Linked DNA regions of Sus scrofa: region 2 is linked to region 1. A link is a contact called in public promoter capture Hi-C data. All regions are on one chromosome and are shown on one strand. The core of a region is the stretch at or near the end of the contact, and the rest is flanking DNA. Distances in the headings are between cores, read along the strand shown. Region 1 holds the start of RSU1 (ras suppressor protein 1). Region 2 holds the start of MINDY3 (ubiquitin carboxyl-terminal hydrolase MINDY-3).

Region 1 (5,005 bases), core at 817-3,316:
GGAGCTCATCAACTTGCGGGCTTAATCCATCATTCCTTCCTTCATCTGTCAAACAGTTGTGAGTACCCTTCGTGTTCCAGGCACTATAACAAAGGAGGCCCATGGGAACACTGCACTGCTTCCATCTCCCCAGCCTCCCGGTGGGGGAGAGAGGGCTCTGGATTAAGAACACATCACAATCCTGAGTAACAAGGGTCAGGAAGCAAGGTGCGTCCAACTTCACTAAGGGGGGCGAGACTCTAAATCAGCTTGATACAGACACAGAAGGCTTCTCACAGGCTGTGACATCTGAGCTGACTCTCAACAGTTAAGCCGAAGGACTGGGGCGGGGGGTTGAAAGGGAGGAAACAATATTTCTAAATGTACAAAGACCTGAAAGAGTGCCCTGGTTCAGGAAGGACCATCAGTTCAGCGTGGCAGAGGTGCCAGATGCATGGAAGGAACAGGCACTAAGGTAGGTTAGAATCAGATTCAGAAAGAAACAGGTCCCCCCAAGGAACCTGGAGCATTACCATTAGCAATGGCCAAGCGAGGGAGAAAGTCCAAACTTCAGCCACATTCAGCTGTGTGGCTGCGGTGTAGGCCTGCAGTTGCAGTTCCCATTCAACCCCTAGCCTGAAGAAGTGTCTGGTTTCACCACTAATTAGTTGCCAATATCTAAAAATTAGGAATTTGCATATAAAAATCTGGATTCTTGGCTTCATAGAAAAAACCTGACAATACTGGGCCAACATCCCCACGTGGTGACATTTGTTTGATCTGAGTGGCAGGTGTAGCAGCTTAACCCTTCAGACAGGACACCTATTAAGGCTGGAATTCATGACCATTCCCACCTGGTCCCTGAAGGCATGTGAGTTTGCAATCCTCGAGAGTTACAGTAAGATACACGTTAGGTGGAAATAACACTGAAAGCGATACAGTGCCTAAAGTACAGAAGCAGTAAAACTGGAGGCAAGCGGGAAAGGTAGGAAGACAGCACAAGAGCACAGGAGGAGGTAACAAAAGTCTGAACTGTTAAGAAACTAAACCCAGCAAAAGGTAATGAGTCAAGAAATGTTTAACTTCCTCCAAGTACAAGAATACTTCCTAGGGAACTTTTTTGTGGCATCTGTTCAAGGGCCAAAAACTATAGTAAGAGAATGGAAAAATGATTCAGAAATAATTTTCCATTAAAAAAACCAAGTAGCTATTTGGTAAACTGTATGGGAAATCCACCCAAATGCCATTAATCATAGCAGACAACTGATGCCGGCCAGCGGCCACGGTCTGTGTGATTCTTAACCAGGCTCTCTGGTCCGTTTTCCAGCTGAGACAGAACAAACTCTGACTGCAAGCTTTCTGAGCTTGACGAGTGCTGTATACAAGCAGGGGGTGGGATGTAAACCATTATAACGTCTCACACTGTGACCAGCAGTTGTTAAACTTTTCCTCCGAGGCGAAAGTCCTCTGGAGACTTACACAAGCCGTTGACGTCCAGCATGTTGGAGATGCCCCGGTCACTCATGTCCACTTCCGGCTGGTTCTTCTCTCTGCTCTCCTCCACCAACTTTTTCAGAGACTTGGACATGACCTGGACCAAACGACAACAACAAAGCACGTGGGCGACGTCCAGGAGGGTGCAGGGAGAGATAAGAGGGTACTCCTGGCTGGCACTCTCCAGGGTTCCCCCAGCCCGGACAAGTGGACAACAGGCGGCAGGGTCCGGTAGCCGGGAGGGGGGATGGGGAGGGCGGGGCAGGGTAGTGGAAAGGGTCCAGCACCATTCCCGCCGCGTAAAGAGAAGTAAACGCAAGTGCAACGCCACACACACACACACTCACTGTGAAAGGCAGCACCTAACAGGTTGGGCGTGGAAATGACAGGATTCCGCAGGGCTCACTCCGGCGGCGAGCGATGCACTCGGTCGGTGCGAATTCGGCACCCGAACCAGGAACACGCCCTGTCCCGGCGCTCGGCGCAAGCGCACACCGGGACGAGCTCAGCTCCACGCCCCGCCCGCGCGGGACCCTTCCCTAATTAGGAAAACAGCTTACTAGACGTGGCTTAGGGCGAGGCTCCGCCCATAAAAGAATGTGTGCCCCGCGGCCGACCAATCACGGCAGCTATTCGGCCTCGAGACTCCGCCCCACCCGTGGTGAGTCCATCCCTCTGGCATCACCTCAGGTTGGAGATTCTGATTGGGCTGAATTCGGTGCGCCCTAGTTCGGCGCAGGCTCAGTTTGTAGGTTGAAGCCAGAGCGCTGTGGGCGGAAGCCGGGAAGTCTGGGGAGTGGCGGTGCATGGATGGTTGTAGCTCAGGTAGAATCCCATTGAAGCTATAAGTAAATTTTCTTTCAATGTGCTGCTTCTTTGTGATTCCACTTGCTGGAAGTTGCTACCCTGAGGCCATATCCCCCAGGTGCATCTCCCACTACATTATGAGCTCCTGAAAGCAAGAACTTTATGGTCTGTGTCCCTGGTGCCAGGTCGCAATCATGGACCGCTGGGTCCCAAGAAGGGGATATGTAGCCAGATAAATACGTAGCTTCTCTGTTCATAGGCTATGTCGTAGTTTAGTTTGCTTTATATTAAGTGATGATTTCCTTATACAATTTTCATTTTTTTTAACTAGGATTTGTTTTGTCTTCTTGTATCCTTAAGCTTTTCATTATTCTCCAGTGTTTGGAATCCAGTGAATCCTTGAAGACTTTAAAAACCTACTCATTTACTGCTCTAACTTGGATTTCTTCTGTCCTTTCAGATGAGGGGTTATCTATCATTTCTTTTCACTTGGTTCCTGGGTTTAAACACACATTTCTCTAGGCGTCTTGCTGGAGTAACTACCCTCAAGTAAATTTCTCTGAAAGGATGGCACAAATGTTAAGGAATTGCATGTTTTTAATTGTCCTTATCTTGCCCACACCTTTGATAATTTGCTTAGCATGGAATTCGGTTGAAAATCAGTTTCACTTAAGTCTCAGTGGCATTGTTCTACTGACTTATTTCAATGTTGGTGCCCAGAAACATACTGATCTCCTAAATCACTGCAAGAACTGCTGTTTTCCCTTGGGAAGCATTTGTGATCTTTTTATTCGCCGTGTTTCTGAAATTGCACCATACTATCTCTGATGGGAGGTTGTTTTTAATTTAATCTGTTTAGTGCTCACTGGGTCCTTTTCGGAGGACACTTCATTTCTCTCCTCCTCTCTGAAAATTGTTATCTGTTATAACTTTAAAATTTCTTTCCTGCCATTTTATCTGATTTATTCCAGAAATCTTTTTAGATGGCAGCCTCCTGGGCCAGTTTTCACTAGCTGTGCTGTTTTGGTTTTTTCCTCATGTATGCCCTTTAAAACAAACAATGTTCTAGGAGATTTTCTCTTTTATCTTCCAAATCTCTATTAATAAAATTTTTTAAATTGTCTATTAATGAAACATACTTCTTAAGACCTCCTTCTTCTTTAATGCTATCCTGCTTTTGTTTCATGAATGCACACTCTTCTCAGATATTTCTGAGGATAACAATTTTTAAACCTCTCTTCTGTTCGCTAACTTGTTTCCTCCTGTCCCTTTTTTGTTAGTGTGTCTAATTCTTTCCATTTTAGGCTACTGTAATTCCTCCTCTGTCAGGTGATTCCTGGCTGTCCTTTTGTATTTAAGCATGAGGTCCAAGTGATTTTTCTAGATAGCTGACCTGGATTCTTTCCTCTTCTGTTGTTAATGTGTATTTGTTTCCCTCCTAGGTCGTCATTACTTTTCTTTGGGCTGTTTGTTAAATTTCTTCAGAGGTCAGAACCCAGTTTTATGCTGCATGTAATCACAAGGCTGCCTTCCCTGGTGAAAGATAAATGGGAATGGTAAGCACCAAGGAACAGGTGCATCACTTTCTGTCCCGCCCTCTCACACTGCACCTGCCAGCCTCACATCCAGATAATCCATGGAAAGTCAACTCCCAACTCTGCTGCATTCTCTTGAATTTATTTTGAGCTACAGTTTCTTTCTGTTTAATTTTCAGTATGCTTACATTCACTGCCAGTTTTCAAAAAAAAAAAAAAAAAGCTTTTTTTCTATTTAGGGCCACACCCAAGGCATATGGAAGTTCCAAGACTAGGAGTCAAATCAGAGCTGTAGCTTCCTGCCTACACCACAGCCACAGCAACTCGGGATCAGAGCCGCGTCTGCGACCTATACCACAGCTCACGGCAATGCTGGATCCTTAACCCACTGAGCAAGACCAGGGATCAAACCTGCGTCCTCATGGATCCTAGTCAGATTTGTTTCCCCTGACCACGACAGAAACTCCCAGTTTCCAAAAAAATCTGCTTTCACTCCTTTATAATCTCTCACATTCTCCTCACATTTGCCATTACCATTCTTAGCCAAATGAGTCCCTAGGTTCCAGATTTTTGTACCGTAGAAACAGGGCCAGCTTCCTGGATATGCAAACTCTGTGTGCAGTGACACATCCAGGCTTAGACGGACCCCACATTTGCTTTATTGTCTGCTGTCGCCAGCTTGAAATGTTTAATATTTTTTGAACAAGGAACACTGCAAATTACGTAGCCACTCCTGCAAGGAAAAGTCAGTATTTATCCCCTCTGCAGCATCACTGTCAGGATCAAGCTCAAATCCCCTCTGCGGCATCACTGCCAAGTGCCCCAGGTTTACACATAGTCTGTACCTCAATATCACCCTTTGGCAGAATGTACTACCCCTGCCTTGAAGCCCAGAGTGGGGGCCGATCAAAGACAGAGCATGGAAGATGCCCGGTCCACAGGAGGCGCTCTGGGCAACCACAACAATGGGTAAATTCACATAAATTATTACATAAATCATTCATTTTAAAGATGCCTTTTGGAGGGAGTTCTCTGGTGACCTAGTGGTTGAGGATCTGGCATCATCACTACTGTGGCTCAGGTTCAGTCCCTGGCCCTGGAACTTCCACCATGTCTCTGGTGTGGCCAAAAATAAATAAAATAAATTGTGAAAAACTTTTAAGACAAAATGCTTTAGTCTCTAAAATGTA
Region 2 (5,027 bases), core at 1,049-3,548, 900 kb before region 1:
AGAGCAAATAAATAAATAAATAACCTTTTATTTTGAAATGGTACTGATTGAATGAATCTTCTTAAGGAAACTCTCTACGACTAAAAGGTGGCTAGTGCATTCTAACATGTCATTATAAAGTTCTATTTAGTGATTATCCATCAAATAAACAATTTCTTGCAATTGTCAGGGCATGGCCAGAGAGTGATCTTTGCCTTGGTCTAAACACTTTTTAAATTAAGCTACCATTTTCTGAGTGTTGACTCCATGTCAGATATTGCGCTAAGTGCCTCAAGTATTTACCTGCCTTTAATCCCCACAACAACCCTGCAAGATTGGCTCTACTATTATCTGCACTCTCCAAAGAAGGAAACTGAGGCTTACATAAATTTAAAAAAAAAAGCTTGAACCTAGAACCCAAGTATGCCTCTCCCAAAGCCTGCTCTTAGTCATTATTAGAACTGCTTCTCCGAATTCTCCCTGAATCTGCACAACAGTATTAAAATAAATGAGGCCTAGTATCTCCTTCTTCTGTGTTGTCTTATTAACTAATTAACAAGAAGTAAAACTTCTCAATCTTTCACAGCTTTGTGTACTTTAGGGCTGTTGACTATTAAAAGAAATAAGACAAAAAGTACATTTTCAAATAAAATCTGCCAATGTGGATGTCCAAGGTTTCAGAACATATTAGCGACAATTAAATGTGTAAAAGGAGCCAAACTAATTACATGGGGAGTTTAGAAACACAAAGGAAAATAACGAAGACAGAGTTTGTTTTAGGAGCTGGGAGAGGTGAAATTCGCTCCCAGTTCTGTCCATTTGGGTGACTTTGGTCTGCTCATTTAGCCGTCGCAACTTGTTTTTCTCATCTTCCAAACGAGAGTAATGGACTAAATAACCTAATTGGCTGTGATACATTATGATTTTAATTTTATCAGCTCTTAGAAGTATCTGGGAGGGAAAAAGGGATTACTTATCCTGAATTTTCGTTAATAAATACACATTATGAAGTTAGATTTACTATGCTAAATTTCCCCCAAATCCTTTGAAAATAGGCATTTTCTCAATAAATATTGTAATATTTTAATAGTAGTATTAATTGCCCATTATTTACTGCCTTGTGATGTTTTACATTCATACATTACCCATCTTTCTGACTCCAAAGGCTCTGCTCTTAACCTCACCACAGTCTTTTTTTAAGTCACCTTAACTAATGTGTCTGCTGTGTTTTAATATTAAAACTTACGAGTCACGGATGATTACGAGCATTAAGTGCCCAGGGCAGAGCCTCAGACAACGCTGAAATTCAATAAGTAGTATTTTAAATTTCACTATTATTTGTATTAATAAAACTTATATAACTCAAAATCCTGTGGGGGCAATTAAATCGGCAGGAATTTCTAATGATCCCCCTTCCTTTTAATTGCAAGATACTAAACCACCTCAAAACCAGGGATACTTTGGGTCAAGAGAACCCTATGCAGCAGCAACATTTTACTTATGCACCGAGTACCACGCCTAACCAAAATACGAACAAAATCGCTTTTCGCAGTTAACTATCGTCGACTTTGAGATGGCCTTCCCTCTCTCCAAAATAAAACCAAACGCCAGTAACACGAAGCCCTGTTAGGGAGGTAAGGATCCAGGCGGCCAGAACACTTCTGGAGAGACACCGGGGCACTCGGCACACCTTCAGGGTCACACCCTGCAGCCCAACAACCAGCCCTTCTCTTGTCCACCCGAAAGGCAGCCCAGGAAGTGGGAGAGGCTCTTTGGATATTTAGTGCCCAGCTGGAACCATTCTCCCACTCAACCTCTCCCCTCAAGGCTGGCAGGGCGTTTCTAGGAAGTCCAGGTTCCGAGCTGAGCGAGGTAATTGGGACAGAGTACGGGGCACGCGAGGGGGCTGGCGCGAGAGGCTTCACGGCTCGACTCTCGCCGGGCAAAAGGAAGCGGCGACTGGACCTGCGAGTCCAGCCAGGGTACCTTGAGTCCAGCGGCAGAAGATGGTGTCAGAGAGTCCAGGGCTGCTCTTGGTGCCCCACACCAGCTCCATCAGCTCTTTAGTCAGTTCGGACATGATCGGGTGCCGGCGAGCGGGTGTTGGCTTTCAGGACTCCTGCCCCGGCACATGGGGAAGGGGCGGATTCCGAGACAGGAGTGGCGGGACGGCGGGCGGCAAAGGAGCTGGAAGGTTTAGCCCCGAGGAAGGCGAAAGAAGAGCGCTCCACTTGCAGGGACAGCGCCTGTCAAGCCGGGTCGGAGCTGCAGCAGAGTTTCCCGTACCGGAAGTACTGAGGCCGCTTCCGGCTCCGCTTTCGCTCCCGCCCCTACAGCCGGAGGGCCGGGCGTCACCTCCCCGGAAGCGGAAGTGGGGGCAGAATGCGCTGAGGACCTGCGGAGGCTACTGGCCTCTCTGAACTTAGTGCCCGACCGGCTGGACCGGTGGCTGCCTTTGTATTGGCAGGAGCACCGCGTCCCATGGGCGCTGGCATATTTCTACCATCCTGGAAAACTCCATTCTCACTGCACTGCTTTGAGCTTGTCTGGAGGCACCGAGGCCCAAGCCCAGGGGCTCGCTCAGAACAGAGCCTCCACCTTAAAATTCTGAAATCTGAATTATTCCAAACTGCAGCTTTAAGGTGATGGTTGAGTCTCCGCAAGAAAACGGCCGTGTCTGTGTAGAGAACCATGATAAATTGAAGGCTATCAGCCTCTTGATAAATCGTATAAGTCAAACCAGCTGTTAACATAACCAGAGACTGTGGTGCATCATGCCTTAGAAATGTCTCTGCAGAATTACAAAGGCATTTATATGAAAACAGATTCCAAGCTGCTTGTTTGTAAAAGGTAGAGCAGTTTCATCTACAAGTTTCAATGCTGTAGGGTGTGTGGGCAACACCTGAACTAAAGACCAGGTTTTAATCATTTACGGGCATTCAATTACATTTCGTTTGGGTAAAAACTTAGGTTTATGATGCTCAAGAAGAGAACTTATTCTGGCTGAGCTTTGAATTTAAAACTAAAAGGCATTTAATCTGATGAATTACTGTCATGTAGAAAATACGAGGGTTTGCTAATTTATACTTTATTTTCAACTTAAGCAGCCTTTGCTGTAGTTAAAAGGAATTGTTCAAAGAGCTTCAACCATATCCATAGTCTTCCTTCTAATTGTTAGTCCCTTTGGAATATCCTTTATCCTGTTTCAAACCAAATCTTACCCATTTTTCAAGACCTAGTACACATGGCATTTTGTAATAGAGCTTTCCCCAGTCATTACAATATAAAGGAAAATTTTTATCTTCTGAAATTTTGTAGCACCTTATCTGTAACTTGCTTATGATAATTATCATCACTTCTATTTACAAAGAATTATTTATCCTTCTCCTGGGATACACATTTATGAAAGCCAAGGTCTCATCTTATTCATAGTACCTGCTAAAGAGCCATAACTTAGCTAGATTTCAATAAGTATTAGCTGACAGAATGAAATTTACCTTTAATGGAACTTAAGAATTCACTATTGGAGTTCCCGTCGTGGCGCAGGGGTTAACGAATCCGACTAGGAACCATGAGGTTGCGGTTTTGATCCCTGCCCTTGCTCAGTGGGTTAATGTTCCCGCGTTGCCGTGAGCTGTGGTGTAGGTCGCAGACGTGGCTCCGATCCCGCTTTGCTGTGGCTCTGGCTTAGGCCGGCTGCTACCCCTAGCCTGGGAACCTCCATATGCCATGGGAGCGGCCCAAGAAATAGCAAAAAGACAAAAAAAAAAAAAAAAAAAAGAAAGAGTTCACTATCTTTCAGAAAGTAAGGAAATCAGTACCATTGACTGGTCCAATTAAATATCTAACATTTGCACGGTGATTTACAATACCTAATTATTTCACATCCTGAAAGACATAGATGGGTCAATGTTTATAGATCCTGTAAGTGGCAGAACTCTGTAAGTTCAAAGGTGTTTGCCACCATTGTTTTCTTCCCATTAATAGACAGTAATTATAGATTTGATTAACTGTTGATAGATATAAAGAAAAAACTATAGTTTCAAAATGTATTTTTAAAAATGAAATAGGGAGTTCCCTTTGTGGCTCAGCAGTTAAAAAATCCAATGAGTATCCATGAGGATGCGTGTTCGATCCCTGGCCTCGCTCAGTGGGTTAAGGATCCAGCATTGCCATGAACTGTGGTGTACGTTGCAGACATGGCTTGGATCCTGAGTTGCTGTGACTGTGGCATAGGCTGGCAGCTGTGTAGCTCCAGTTTAACCCCTAGCCTGGGAACTTCCGTATGACATGGGACTGAGTCTAAAAAGCATACAAAATTTTAAAAAATAGTAAAAATAAAAATGAAATATTCCTTTATCTGTGATTTTTCTTAGTTTCCAGCTGTGATGAAGCTGGAAAAATCTTGGGTAGACATTGGTATGTATGTTCTTTCCACCCTTAGGTTATGTTCTTTATTTGCAATGTTTAAAAATTTTTAATTAGCAGGATGTATTTTTAACAAGGAATATTAAATTATTTATGTTGCTTAATTATTCATTACTTATAACATTTAAATGATGAACTTGCTTAAGCTACAGTAGAAAGGCAAATTAACATTCATTTAAAAATTTTTTATTTGGTAATTTATAGAAAAATAATAAAAATTGCAAGCAGTCAAATTTGCTGCAATATATCTGGTACAGGACAATAAAGACTTTCTCACTTATTATAGTGATTTGAAAATTATGTAAATTTTTGGAGTGTTTTTCTCGCTCCATATTTTAGCATACTATTATTTTTTTCCTTAGAACCATCTATGATTTTGATTAAATTGAAGTGTATCATTAAGATGCACAGAGGTTGCATAAATTATATTTGATCATAAAAGAGAGTCCTAAAATATGAGAAACTTCCTGTTCACACCTAGTTTTATTAGTAGTATTTCTCTTTCTTTCAAATTCAAGTCAGGGCACTTCCATAAAACTGGGCTTAGATTTCCATGATAATTAATTCTCTTTAGCCTACCTCACAGCAAAGTTAATTACTCTATTATCAAACCCTAAATC

What was found. Promoter capture Hi-C pulls out the DNA fragments that hold promoters and counts their contacts.
Region 2: a promoter capture Hi-C map of liver shows a contact between it and region 1, with 13 times the contacts expected there. The contact joins the promoter of MINDY3 here to the promoter of RSU1 in region 1. A contact is called at or near these places in 3 of 5 promoter capture datasets (fetal liver, fetal skeletal muscle and liver), 1 of 47 Hi-C or Micro-C datasets (embryonic fibroblasts) and 2 of 2 datasets of contacts at active chromatin or transcription factors (alveolar macrophages and skeletal muscle).

What each region holds. Positions count from the first base shown.
Region 1 is chr10:45,076,075-45,081,079 of Sscrofa11.1, reverse strand. It overlaps RSU1 (ras suppressor protein 1), which reads right to left and starts at 2,066. Exons shown (of 12, transcript XR_002336347.1): 1 at 1,821-2,066; 2 at 1,459-1,570.
Region 2 is chr10:45,977,359-45,982,385 of Sscrofa11.1, reverse strand. It overlaps MINDY3 (ubiquitin carboxyl-terminal hydrolase MINDY-3), which reads right to left and starts at 2,298. Exons shown (of 14, transcript XM_005656813.3): 1 at 1,966-2,298. The coding sequence starts at 2,059.